Linked DNA regions of Anas platyrhynchos: region 1 is linked to region 2. A link is a contact called in public Hi-C data. All regions are on one chromosome and are shown on one strand. Each heading gives the region's core, a stretch centred on a gene start, on an enhancer-like site or on the middle of the called end of the contact. The rest is flanking DNA. Distances are from core to core; before and after follow the strand shown. Region 1 holds the start of PPP1R12A (protein phosphatase 1 regulatory subunit 12A). Region 2 overlaps PPP1R12A (protein phosphatase 1 regulatory subunit 12A).

Evidence for each region. A called contact is a pair of places that touch in the nucleus more often than the background predicts.
Region 1: a contact with region 2 is called in a Hi-C map of subcutaneous adipose tissue, with 2.1 times the contacts expected there. The contact joins the promoter of PPP1R12A here to the enhancer-like site in region 2. A contact is called at or near these places in 4 of 8 Hi-C or Micro-C datasets (liver, skeletal muscle and subcutaneous adipose tissue).

What each region holds. Positions count from the first base shown.
Region 1 is chr1:41,928,982-41,935,114 of IASCAAS_PekinDuck_T2T, reverse strand. It overlaps PPP1R12A (protein phosphatase 1 regulatory subunit 12A), which reads left to right and starts at 1,825. Exons shown (of 25, transcript XM_027454353.3): 1 at 1,825-2,212. The coding sequence starts at 1,976.
Region 2 is chr1:41,860,113-41,866,678 of IASCAAS_PekinDuck_T2T, reverse strand. It overlaps PPP1R12A (protein phosphatase 1 regulatory subunit 12A), which reads left to right. Exons shown (of 25, transcript XM_027454353.3): 4 at 5,930-6,089. Among named protein-coding and RNA genes, the nearest start is that of PAWR, 67 kb to the right of the region's middle. Within about 2 kb of position 2,113, at least 3 of the 8 cell types and tissues checked have an H3K27ac peak or open chromatin away from gene starts, as enhancers often do. A contact at or near this core is called in subcutaneous adipose tissue, where this site is marked.

The DNA.
Region 1 (6,133 bases), core at 576-3,075, 69 kb before region 2:
CATTGCTTGTGGGGTGTGTTAAAAGGCTCAAACATGACATAACTCCCAAATAACGAGGTACAACCAAAAAAGAAAAGAAAATGAAAAAGTCAAGAAAAAATCAAGTCAAGAATGTAGAACATCCCAATAGCTGCAGTGTGAGAAAAGATATTTGTCAAAGTTCTCTGTGAAGCTGGAGATGAATCCGTGAAAAATGCCCTGGAGAAAGGAATCAAGAGGAAACCTCTGCATTTCCCTAGCAAGCCAAGGACAGTGAGCTTAAGGAGCTCCTTAGTACCCATGACCAGAAAGAAAAAGCAGAGCTTGAGGAAAAAATTCAAGGAGTGGGCACAGGAGTCCAGATGGAAACCTAAAAAAATGCTCCCTACAAATGAAATTCCGGAGATGGCATTTCAAGTAAATACCTATCAGTTTGCCTAGAATTACTTTGCTGTCAGTAAAACACTTGATTCTTGAGTTAAATCCTTGCTGAAATCAGTATACTACATTCTTCAGGTATGTGATTTCTCTGAAGAGCCAAATTTTCAGACAGCTGATTGAGCTGGTTCAGAGGGAAAGAGTTCTGCAGGGTGCTTGGGAGGGTACACCCACAATACTGGAGACACCTGGGGACAGAGGACGTTCATTCGTTTTTGTGGGAAGGTACTTTCCTTACAGAATGTCATTGGATTGAGAGTCTGTCCCCAGGGAAGGATGCCCAAGAGGACAAGACCACAGTATGCAGCTGGATGCTGCACAGATCCTCTCCTTTGCCACAAGTCTGGAGTGGCAGCCAAGCTGCAGGCTGGTAACTGTGAGTGTTGGGCACCACTCAATTACCCGTGTGAGTAAAAAACACTACAAAGACAACTTCTAAAGGGGATTATGCACAATCAGGTCCAGGAACCTAAACTGTATGTTTGAGTAGACACACGGGTCATCAATGAAAATGTATTAATTAGATGCCAAGTCATTGTTCATCCACCTATTTAGACTGCAAGACTTTCTTAGGCAAATCTCTTGTCTTGTCTACCAGGTACTGACTTTCAAACATCCACAATTGTGTTGCTCCTGCAAATTTTTGGTGGGCTGCATGTCACGCACTGCTGTGTAGGAAAATGTGAGGGATACCGCACAAATAGTTGCAGGTGAGAATCTGCTGTGAAGAGCACGAGTGAGAACACACTGCTGAAGGTACATAACCTGAACCATCGCTTCTCATGCAAGGCACTGACATTCTTATGGCTAAAAGCGGAAATAAGAAGGCAGAGCGGGCTCTGTGGCCGCCCACCGTAACGAAAGAAGGAGACATTATAATTAAGGAAAGAACAAACCATGCAAAATTCGAAGAGCGTGAGGTTTTGGTGACCCTCTCAAACTATACTTTGCTTCCTGTAATTACTTGAAATTAAAACTTTTTGTTCCCAGTGAGCTTAAAACCACGTTTTATCTCCAGAGATGCCTCAATTTAAGCAAAAACGTGTGTTGTTTACAGTCAGAAAAACACGCTGTGCACGGGGAAGGGCGCCAACTGCACGGCATGGCTGGCTTCCTGGAAACCGTGTGTCTTGAGGAAGTACACTTTAGGGTCTGCACCTTCAAATGGGGCGTGTGTGTGTGTTTTAACTCGTGTCACACCACCAGAAGAGGCGAGCTCCAGGCCCCTTCCCCCCCACAGCCCTGCCTTGAAACCCCCACCCCCCGCCATGACGCCACTGGCCGCACCCCCCGCGCTCCCCTCCCCTTCATCCTCCTCTCCCCCACCCCGCCCCGCCCCGCCCTTCCCCGGCGCTGAAATCTCGCGGGATTATGCTAAGGAGGCCGGCGGCGCCGCCCCGCCCCTCCCCTCCGGCTCCCTCCCGCTCCGCGCCCTCCGGCTGGGTGGGTGCGCGAGCGAGCGAGGGCGAGCGCGGGCCGCGGTGCGCTGTGGGATCGTGGCGGTATAAAGCCTATCCGCCGCGCCGCGACCGCCAAGGGGGCCCGGCGGGAGCGGGGCATGAAGATGGCGGACGCCAAGCAGAAGCGGAACGAGCAGCTCAAGCGCTGGATCGGCTCCGAGACCGACCTGGAGCCGCCCGTGGTGAAGCGCAAGAAGACCAAGGTGAAGTTCGACGACGGCGCCGTCTTCCTGGCCGCCTGCTCCAGCGGCGACACGGAGGAGGTGCTGCGGCTGCTGGAGCGCGGCGCCGACATCAACTACGCCAATGTGGACGGGCTCACGGCGCTCCACCAGGTCCGTGCGGGCGGGGGGGGGGCGACACGGGGCAGGGGGCAGCGGCCGGGCCCTCCCGAGGCTGGAGAACGGGGGACGGGGCAGGTGCCCCCCCGGGGGCCCGCAGCGCCGGGGCGGCCTCCCCCGAGGGGGTCTCGCCCCCCTCTTCCCCTCCCCTTCTTCCTATGGGGCCGGGGTCCCGGGGGCGGCTTCCTGCTGCGCCCTGCGGAGCCGTGACCGTAGCGGGAGGGCTCCTGCCCGTAGCCATGGCTCCTGCCGCAGTGTGGGAGCCGAGCGGGGCTGCGGGGCTGCTCGGCCCGTTCGCTGGGAGCAGCCCGAAGGAATCCGGATGGCTTTGTTCTGCCGTGGGGCTGCGGCGAGGGGAAGGGGAGGGGGGGAAATAAAAAGGAGGGAGGGGGTGCGGGGTGTGGGGGGCGCTGCCCGGAGGGAACTCGCGCTCGGGGCAGAGTGGGGGGGGGAATGGAAGGGAAACTGGCTGTGAAGTTTCCTCAAAATGGATGCTTTGTGCATGTTGAAGTTCATAGCAGTCTGATTGGAATCTCAAAACGTTAGCCAAATAAGGAAAGGCTGTGGCAATCCGGAGATAATGCGGGTTTGCCTGAATAGTTTTTCTTTCTCTAGAAGGCCGAGAGCTTCGACGCGATATTACATTTGCTGGATGTCCAAAAAGCAGAAAAAAACACAGTCTTTGACAGGCTAGCTTCTTGTTCCTGAGTTTAGCGGTTGTTCACTCTTTCAAGGAAAAGGAAAACGGTTGGGATGTAGGTTGATCGAGCAGAAATCTTCCCCAAACGGTTAGGTGAGGACACGGTTATGTCGTGCTTTTCTCAAAAATGAGGTGGCGAATTCAGTGCATCTTACCCACCCCATACAGATTTTTTGAGGATGTGAATTTCTCCAAGCGTTAGCTGCCCCACGGTAATGAAGTAAGAAAGGACAGAGCCAAATTCTGAACATAAGATGTAATTTTCTACTACTTTCTGCCCTGTTTCCTGTATGTAAGTCATCTCTCATTTGGCGGTGGAAAGGGCTGGTTTACTTTCAGTTGTGAACTGAACTGGAAGAATGACTGCATGTTGTGGTTAACTCTGTCACAATGTTTCTGCAGCAGGCTTACCTGACTCCAGGCTACCCTGTCACTTTCAGAGTGTGTTGCCTATGTTTTTTTTGTATTTATTCTTTTTGAATCAAGTTATGATTGCTTTGTGCATGAGGGGAGCTCTGTATTGGAAGTCATTCCTTAACTGGTTAGGTCGATGGGTCTGCGAGTTACTGTGGGCCGGTGATTGGTAGGGAAGGATGACGTTTGGTTTAACTCCCTGAGACGAATGGTGCTGCTTTTCTCCATGGCATTTAGATAGCGTTTTCAAAATGTTTGACACCGTGGGCTGCAAAGCTTGCAGCAAAATTTCTCAGGAGTTATTCTACCCTTCTACCTGTAGTCAGTTTGCGGTTGGGAAGGGTGAAGTCTAAGAGAACGGAGGTGAAGATTTACATCACTGTTTAAACTCTTGCTCACTCTCCTGCTCTTAGTGATACCAAAGAGCCTTTTCTGGTCTTATGATATTAAACGCAAATAAGAAGATCAGTTGTGAAACGATAATCCTCTTGAGGCAGTCCAGGCATCTTATGTTTTTTTAAAAAAGGTGTGGAGGGGGGCAGACATAACAAAACAGTTGCAGGCAAGGATTTGTTGTTATGGTTTCACTTCATTATCATCGATATGTTTTCTCTAGTATGCCATATAAAAGGTGCAAATCGTACGTTATGCAGTCTATAGCATTGATTCATTTAATCAGATTTGGCTGTAGAATGGAACAAAGCTTTATCTGTTCCCAATGGAAACTCTTCAGCAACTACTCAGTCAGAACTGTCAGGAAGAGTGACAAATGTCAATAATGTTGAAGTCTGTTGTATTTAAGACTGCCATGGCTGCTGTTGCATTGTTGTTGTTTTTTTTGTTTGTCAGATTCCCTGTAGGTTTTACTGCTTCACAGGAATAAACTTGTCCACAAAGACAAAGTGACTCTACCTTGTTTGGGTAGGTTTTTGTCTTGCGTCTAACTTTTCTTCCACAATTATTAAGAACAAACACGTGTCTGACAGTATATGAAATGTTTAATTCCTATTTGGCCTTTGTTTTTTCCCCAGTTATATATAACAGTTATAGGAAAAGGCCTAAGCTGTGTGGCTTTTGTTTTTTTCCCACACCCCGGGTGGCTGGAAATGCTGAGGGGGAAGTACTATTAATCCTGAAATTCTGGTGAGCTTCAGATCTTGTCTTTAATGGAGCATCAAGCTTTGTTACTAAAGTAATTAGCTGAACTTCCCATTTCAGTGGGGTAAGATGTCATTACCCTCAGAAAGCTCTGTGTAGAATTATTTTCCTGACTGTGTACGGTGGGGGAAAAAATACAATTGGGTTGGTTTTGCTCAGAGGCAGAAGAGGGAGGGTATATGCAGGCATTTCATTCATCTCTCATCAGTGTTAGTGAGTGATTTCATTTTATTTCACTGCAGACTTCAGTGCATTATAGCTGAGGGCATATCAATTAAGTTGCTTTGAGTTAAATCTTGAACTGTGGAAAAACCCTGTTGTTAGATAGTGATTTTTATTCCTGTATATAATGTTGGATTTGGACGTTGTTTTCTTCATTTAAGAACTTCTTTCAGCATACATCCAGCTTAGGCCTTCAGCAAAAAAAAAAAAAGACAAAACTGGATATGCAATTTATCCATCTATGGGAGGATGTACATCGTGTAGCATGTTGCAGCAGGATATTTTTATGCATCCTGTTGCAGTATCTTAAGTTACACACATATTGTGTGTGAGACCAGAAAACCTTTATAAATTTATAAGGTCTAACTTGAAATCAGAGGTCTGTTCGATTAACTTGGAGGCTAAGTTGATAATGTTGTTCAATAGTGCATTCCCAGACAGCTGTCACGCAGGAGATGCAGCGTACAGATAGTGCAGCTTGTCTTATCTGCAGTAACAATTGGACTGGAGAAAAACAGGGCCCAGAGGTGAGCTGTGGCCTCCCAGATTAATGGCTGCTGCAGAGAGGGAAAAAGTGGCATATTCTGAAATCAGAAAAGACTGTGGTTTTCAGCAAAACCTTCTGGGGCATACTTATCAGAAGGGGGATTCAATTCTGTCCTGTTTAAAGCAAAGCACCTACCCTTCCTCGGGGTTTGTGTGCTCTTCCCTTGCCCTCCACGCAAGGGGAAGCGTTTGGCTTGCCCCGATTGGGACTTGCTGCTGAGCGACTGCAAGTGGCTGGCCTAAAAGCTGCACAGAGCTTCGTACAGGAAAGAGGAGCCCACCCTTTCTGGGCAGCAGCGTGGGAAGGCTGCGTGTGCTGGGGAGGGGCTGGGATGTGCCCGGGTTCCTGGAAGGCCGCGCTTCCTGCACGTGCAGCTCCCTGGGGAGCGCAGGCCTGCTCTGCAGAGTGAGTACCTGCGTGCTCCTGATACAGCAGGCAGCTGGGATCAGGCCTTGACAACTCGTGTGGCTTTCTTCTCAGCTGCCTTCTTCCTTTGAGGCTTCGCAGATCTGGGAGGTGGTGGCTTGCTGTTTGCACTCCTTCCGTCTGCGTGAGGGAGGTGGGTGCTGCAGCCTCGTGCCACCACAGAGCGTGGAAGATGTCTCTCAGGCCTGGTCGGTGCTCTGCTTGGGGAGCACAAGGATGGGTTTTGGCTATTGGTGCGTAGGGGGCATTGTGTTCTCCAGGTGTTGTCACTGCGGAAGGCTGAACAGCAAGAGAAGTTCCTAATGCGTAATGAAGAGCGTGTGCACCTTTTGGTTCAGGACAAGGAGAGTTTAATTAAGCAAAGTCTCCCAAAGGCTGTTCCCTCTTTCTGTTGCAAAATTTCAGTGTTTTCCTGTAACTCTTCGAGTACTAAGTGTACATATAAAGC
Region 2 (6,566 bases), core at 864-3,363:
CTGATTCATTGTGATTTCAGATATTTTGAAGTGATGATGTTTGACATTGTTTCTGTTAGAGATCTGAGGAGAATCACCATGCTAGCTTATCCTTTTTTTGCTGCTTCTGCAGACCTTGAGTCTATATAGGAAGAGTTTAAATCAGAGTCTTTCCGTTCAGCCTTCATTAGTTTGTATTTATGACCAATTTTCACAAACATTGACTTACATTTTAAGGACATATCTAACAACAGCACTAAAAATGGGAGCCTCTGGAGATGCTAAATTCACAGACAGAAATTATAGAATAGGATACAATTCAGCTCTATGTGACATTGCAGGCTTAATACAGAGAAGGATCCAAAGTGTTTGCGCATCCTGTTCTAGCATTCAGATTACAAAATCTGAACTGTCTAGAGAGGAGGTGGTCAACTATCCCAATTAAGCTTCCCGTTCTACATGTCCTTTTGGTTGGACACGAAATAACAGACCTTGCCTGTTATTATTGTCCTTCTTCAGTTATTCTCATCTCTGTGTTTAACACTTCTAAACTGCGACCCTTGGTTCATGCTTCTTCTCTCTTTTCTTGTGTCCTCTGATGTGGGCCACAGGTCCCCCAACACGACCACCTTGTATTCTGCTGAGCATACAGCAGGCCTTCGTTGATATAATGGGCTCTGCAGTCATTCTCAACTAACGGACTTGTTATCCTATAGATGAAACCACAGCACTCTGATAATAGGGAAAGCATTTTTCTACCTGAACCTTCAAAGGAAGATTAAGATTTTTTGCTGAATTTTGTCTAATTCGGACTAATTTTGCAACATTCTCTTTTTATATTTGTTTTGTTATATAAATAAAGCTACATTTATTACATTATTTCTAGAGTGAACAGTTAATGGATTAATTATTTTTAAGCTTAAAACACAATTTAATTTTATACTTCATGAGAAGGTAAATTAAAAATATGCCATAGCAATATATACAGATTTTTTGACACAGATCTGAACAAAACACTTCACTGGTAGCAAAAGTAGTTGGTTTATGGAAGTTATGTAGGTGCAGTGCTGAACAACTAGTCTTTGCACACCATATGTTTTAACTGTTTGGCGTGCTATACAAAAACTTCTCCTAGCACCTTTTTTGATGTTTCCTCCGTATGTCGGATGGCTTTATCATGGACCAGTCCCATGTATATAGATGCCACTGCAATGCACAGCATTTTTAACCTTTACATTAAAAGCACTATTTCCAGTTTCTTGATGTGACCCTTTTTACTTATGCTCTGTGGCATATCAGCATACCATAGCTATGGAAGCTGTCTTTTGCTAGTAAAGTCTTTTCGTATGCACTGGTGAAAGCTGGCAGACTTGAGAGCTGTTTTGCTTGGCCCTGGCCACAATCCTAGCTGCCACTTTAATCACATTTAAAGCCGGCCAGCTCTAAATGCTGCCTCTCCTTCAAGTCTTCAGTAGGGTTAAGCATTGGTCTGAAGCGATTTTTTTAGTGGTGGCAGGCTATTTATCATCAGAAGTCTTTTAAAAAGTGTTTTTAACTGCTCAAGTGGTTATTTTGGATGGTAGGCTACATTCTCGGGAGGTGAGCTGGTGGGGAGAGGTGATGTGAGGTGAATCAGGAGGTGAGGATACAGCGCGGCACTTCCTCTGTGGCGGGAGGCAGGCCGCTTCTCATTTCCAAGCAGAAGCCAGTGTTCCTCATTCTTAATTATAGGTAAATGTAATGAGGCTCTCTCCAATGTATTGCTTAACTCAGCTTTGTTTATGCGGCTGAAATGCGAACTATTACGTTTGTATATAAACATTAACTCGATGAAGTCAAAAAGCGGGCCGCTGTTGCCGGCGGTATCTATGAAACATGCCTTTATATGGCCGAGCCGCGCTCGGGCTCTGATTCAGCGCCTCAGGTCCCGCTCAGCTCCGCCGTCTGCTCCCCGCGCAGCCCAGCGTGTCGGACCTCCTCACAGCTGCTGACTGACACGCCTTGATAGGAGAAATGAGAGCATTTCGCTGTAAATTATTACTGATCGGAGCCGTGCCTGGGCTGCCAGAGGTTAACGCAGGGGTGTTGGAAGCCAGGCTGGAGCCGAGAGGCAGCAGCACATTGCCATCTACGGGCCGGAGGCAGAAAGTGGTGGTGGAAAGGTGCGGCAGCGGGATCCTTCACCCTGGCGTCTCCGGGCAGAGTCGCAAAAGCAAAAGCAAGGAGGAAGGTCCATATAAGGTATAATAAAGGCTCTTCATGTTCTCTTTGCTGTATTTAATAATGGGAGCTATATTTAGCTTATCTCAGAGCACAGCCCTTTTTCTGTGACACAAAGTTCGTAGAAATACCCATTTTCGTGCCAGTTAGTACCGTGAGGTGTTTTATTTAGACCGGCAAGATTCTCTTACTTTCATCTGTTGAAACACGATCAGAAATGTACTGTCTTGTAAAATAACGTATTGATGCAGCTGTTGGTCCTGTACAGCCTTTATGTCTTCTTTGGGCTTCACAGACACATTCATTTATGATACTTACAGGGTATTATATTTAACATTTATTACTTCTTCTGCCAAAGCACTGATATTTTGTCATAATTATTTAGTTCTCTAGGCCTACGTAGAAATTATGGTTAAACATTCGCCATTGGAATTTCAGGATCAGGCTTTTGGAGGAACGTTTTCTCAAAAGTGCTTCAAAACAAACAGACACGTGGGCAATTTTCCGTTGAAAGGAATTTATGTAGGATTGTTCGCCTGCAGAAAGTTGCTTGTGCCACGAGCATTTTCACTTAGAACTCTGGCATGCAAGAAGGGGATGGACATAAGTGTGCCTAACGTGATATATAAACCACTTATTGGCATAATTGTGCCTGGCAGGAAACACTAAAATGTAAATGATTTAACTCCAGAGAATTATTTTCCCAAGATCTGCTGATCTGCACTGCTGTGTCATTCTGAAAGAAAATGAAATGTAAAGGCCCCAGAAATTTACAGTTTGCACTAGTTCATACATACAATATGTAGAAGTCTTCTGGAGGAATGAGAATACATGATTATAAACACATTATTGATTCAGTTTCTGGGTTTAATTCTTCATATCGGTCAGAGTTCTAAAGATTTTTAGATATGTGAAATTTAATCTCTGTTCAGATTTATTTGTCATGCATTGGGTTAAGATGGACAGTTTTAGAAACATACATTTCTTTAATTTTTACCCTACTTTCTTTCAATATTTTAGCTTCTCCATAGGCTCTGCTTAGTGCTTCAACAATCATATCTTCCTGTATCTTGCAGACTTAACCCAGATTAATGGGTTTTCAGCAGTTTCTATTATTTTTTATTAAATTGCGGAGGCTGAAATGACTATTTTAGCAGATTAAGTGAATGAGTCTAGAAATTCAGTTGACTGCTTAAAACACTTAATGTATTACATGCCTATGTTATTTTACGATAGTAAAGTTATGTCTTTAAATTCATCCTTGACATAACATTTTACCAGATCTTCTTACTGAACAGAATCTTTTGTCCAACTTTGTGGGTGTTTTTTTGCAATTAAATTCCTTCTTGCATATTTGTTGCTATGGAATATCTGTTATGGTTTGAATTGACTGAAGAATACAAAAAATAGTCTATTGTAAATTTGCTTGTAGCTAATTTGAATAAAAAGGAAAGCCTCGGGTTCTGAAGTTGCATTATATAATATTGTTTAAAAACAGAAAAAGTTGAAGTTATTTATGAAAAAACCATGACTTTTTCAGGTATGGTGGTCTTTTCTTAGTTTTCCATGAAATGACTATTTAGATCTTAGTATTGCTTGTACGTATATACCAAAAGGGAAGAAATTAGCACCTCAACCTCCTTGTAGCACAGGCATTTTTCATGGGTGAAAAGGGAGTTTAGCAACGTCATATGCTACCCCAAACAAAATGGCAACAAAACAAAACAAACAAATGGCACCTTATGTTTCCAGAAGCATGTAATGCTTCCACTCATTCGGTCTGGATGTCACTGAAATTTTGATTTGGGCATGTCATTGTCACGTTGTTTCTTCTTTTTTGTTTGTTTGTTTGTTTTTTTAACTTGTATAATGGGTGGATTACAGTTTTTGTTATGGCAATAGATGTGCTATAATACCCTAATTTAACCAAAGGATTTCTCAGTGAAAGATATTTTATTATATTTGTGCTATAAAAAAACAATCAAGGAAAATCTAATTCATATGTAATGTAATACAAGCCTCAATCTGCCATCCACTGCCTGAAGGGTATTTCAGCAGTGCCAGCGTAATTGCTTTTGGTTTGCCAGTTTGTTGTTCCAAGTCTGGCTTTTTAGTTGTTAGTGGATTAGTAAAACTTGAGGAATCTGCTTTATTGTAGTCTGTTTTACAATATATATCTGCTTTACAGTAGAAATGATGCATTACATTACATACGATCATTTACGTATCATTCCTGTCTTTTCCTTTTATGATATTCATAATTTCTTTAATGCAGACCTTTTTATCCCTCAGCTCAATTCCTGTTGCATGTCTGAACGGGCAACAGTCGAGTTGGATTTTCTTTGGTTTCCATACTCTAAGCATTCATTTGCTTTGTAAAGGATGAATAGTTCAGTTTCTTTGAAGACATTAGAGCCTGAAATTGCAGTTCATTATGAAGGCCTTGAAAATCAATTAAAATTAATTAATTATGTAGAGTAGGGTTGAAAAGAGATGTTCTAGGTTTCCATAGGCTTGTTTGTGATCGCTTTATATTGTTTTTTGATTAGCTGGGCAGTTAGAAGAGTTACGTGATACAAAAATGACTGCTGGAAAAAAACAGTTTGGGGACAGATGAAAGAAGGTAGAATTAGTTCAGAGGCCAGGAGCGGGAGAGAGATTTCATATCTCAGTGTTAAAAAAAAATAGTTTAATTTCTGCTTTATAGGCTGTGAAGGTTACTGTTGAGGTTTGTGATAGTATCCAGTAAGTCAGTACCTGTTTCCAGATTTCACTTGTTTTTGTCATGTCAAAATTATATTTTGCTCCAAGAGAAAATAAAAATTCAGAAGAACAGTGTATATTTCTCAAGACCCTGCACAAGGTTGATCTACTGATGAGTTTTCTCTTACAGGTCAACTCAGTTACATTTTTCACTCTTGATAACCACAATTCCTGGGTCCCATTTCCTTGCAAAGTTGTTGGTGTTCAGTTAGCATAGATGGAGCAATACTCATGCATTGTTCTCTTCAAGTCCACTTTTCTGTTGCGTTGTTTAGGCCTTGAGCTTTTTTTCTACCTGTTGAAACTGCTATGTATAATTGTAAATGTTATATTGTGTTCCTCCCTTTCGTCAGTGTATGAGATATTTTTTTGTGAGAATCTGCTGTACAAATGGTTTCAGCGTGGTGGTTTTTTTTTGTTTGGTTGATATTTACCTGAGAATCCAGAGGGAGATCTCAAAAGGTTTGGCTATTTAAGGTTTCTGTTCCACAGTGATAGAAGACAAATCTTTCTAACCAAAATTTCTTTAGAGAGTATGAAAAATATAGTTCTACCTTGTAAGTATTTGACAATGTTCAGAAGCTAGGTTGTTATTCTTCCCACAGATTTCTACTAGTATAAAATATTGTGGCTGTTTTCTGGTTTCTACAGATATGAACAAGATTAATACCTTAATGCTTAATAAGGCTAAACTTTAAATTTTCTCTCTTTTTTGAACACATCTTTTTAGTGATTGTTACTGTGATGGTAGAAATTCTTAAAAGCAGAGGGCCAGTTTTAGTAGATTTTTTTTTCTTTGGGGAAAACTGTGTAATGCATGCAAAGTGTCATACTGATGCTGTAATGGATGTTTCCGTAAGCTCTTGGGGTTGATATGCATGTAAGATTTGTTGTATAATTGCATTTAAGTATTTGAAATAAAACATTGTGTCTTCTCTTTCCCTCTTTTTCTCCCTATCTGTTTTAGGAGTTGATATAGAGGCAGCTCGAAAAGAAGAAGAACGAATAATGCTTCGAGATGCAAGGCAGTGGCTCAACAGTGGCCATATAAATGATGTCAGGCATGCAAAATCTGGTGGTACAGCACTTCATGTTGCTGCAGCTAAGGGCTATACGGAAGTCTTAAAGTAAGTATAGTTTAAGTGGGAATTTTTCCCATTTGATTGTCTTGTTGAAGTAATGTGACTTGGAATTGTTAGAATTGGGCATATCTGACTGCTGGGGATTGTATGTTGGGAAATTACAATCTGTAAAACCATATTTTCCTCAGAATTTGATTTTAAGTTTTCAAGTACTCATAATTCATGATGCTGTTGGTTTTCTAGATGTCATTCAAAATGTGAACACAGTGTACATAACGAGCCTTAATGCTCCAAAAGAAAGTTGACCAAAAACCTTTCCATGTTTCTAAAGTCAACTCTATAAACAAGTTTAATTATTTTTATAATGCCAGTTAGCATTCTGGGTGAAGCATATTTTTACAATACCAGGTTTATTTGCATACATAGAGCAGAGTCTGTGATCCAGAGTTAAGATTTTCAGATCTAAAGAATAGAGAATTTAATTTTGTCTTTTGAGATTGTTGTTGAAAATCATGACTCTTG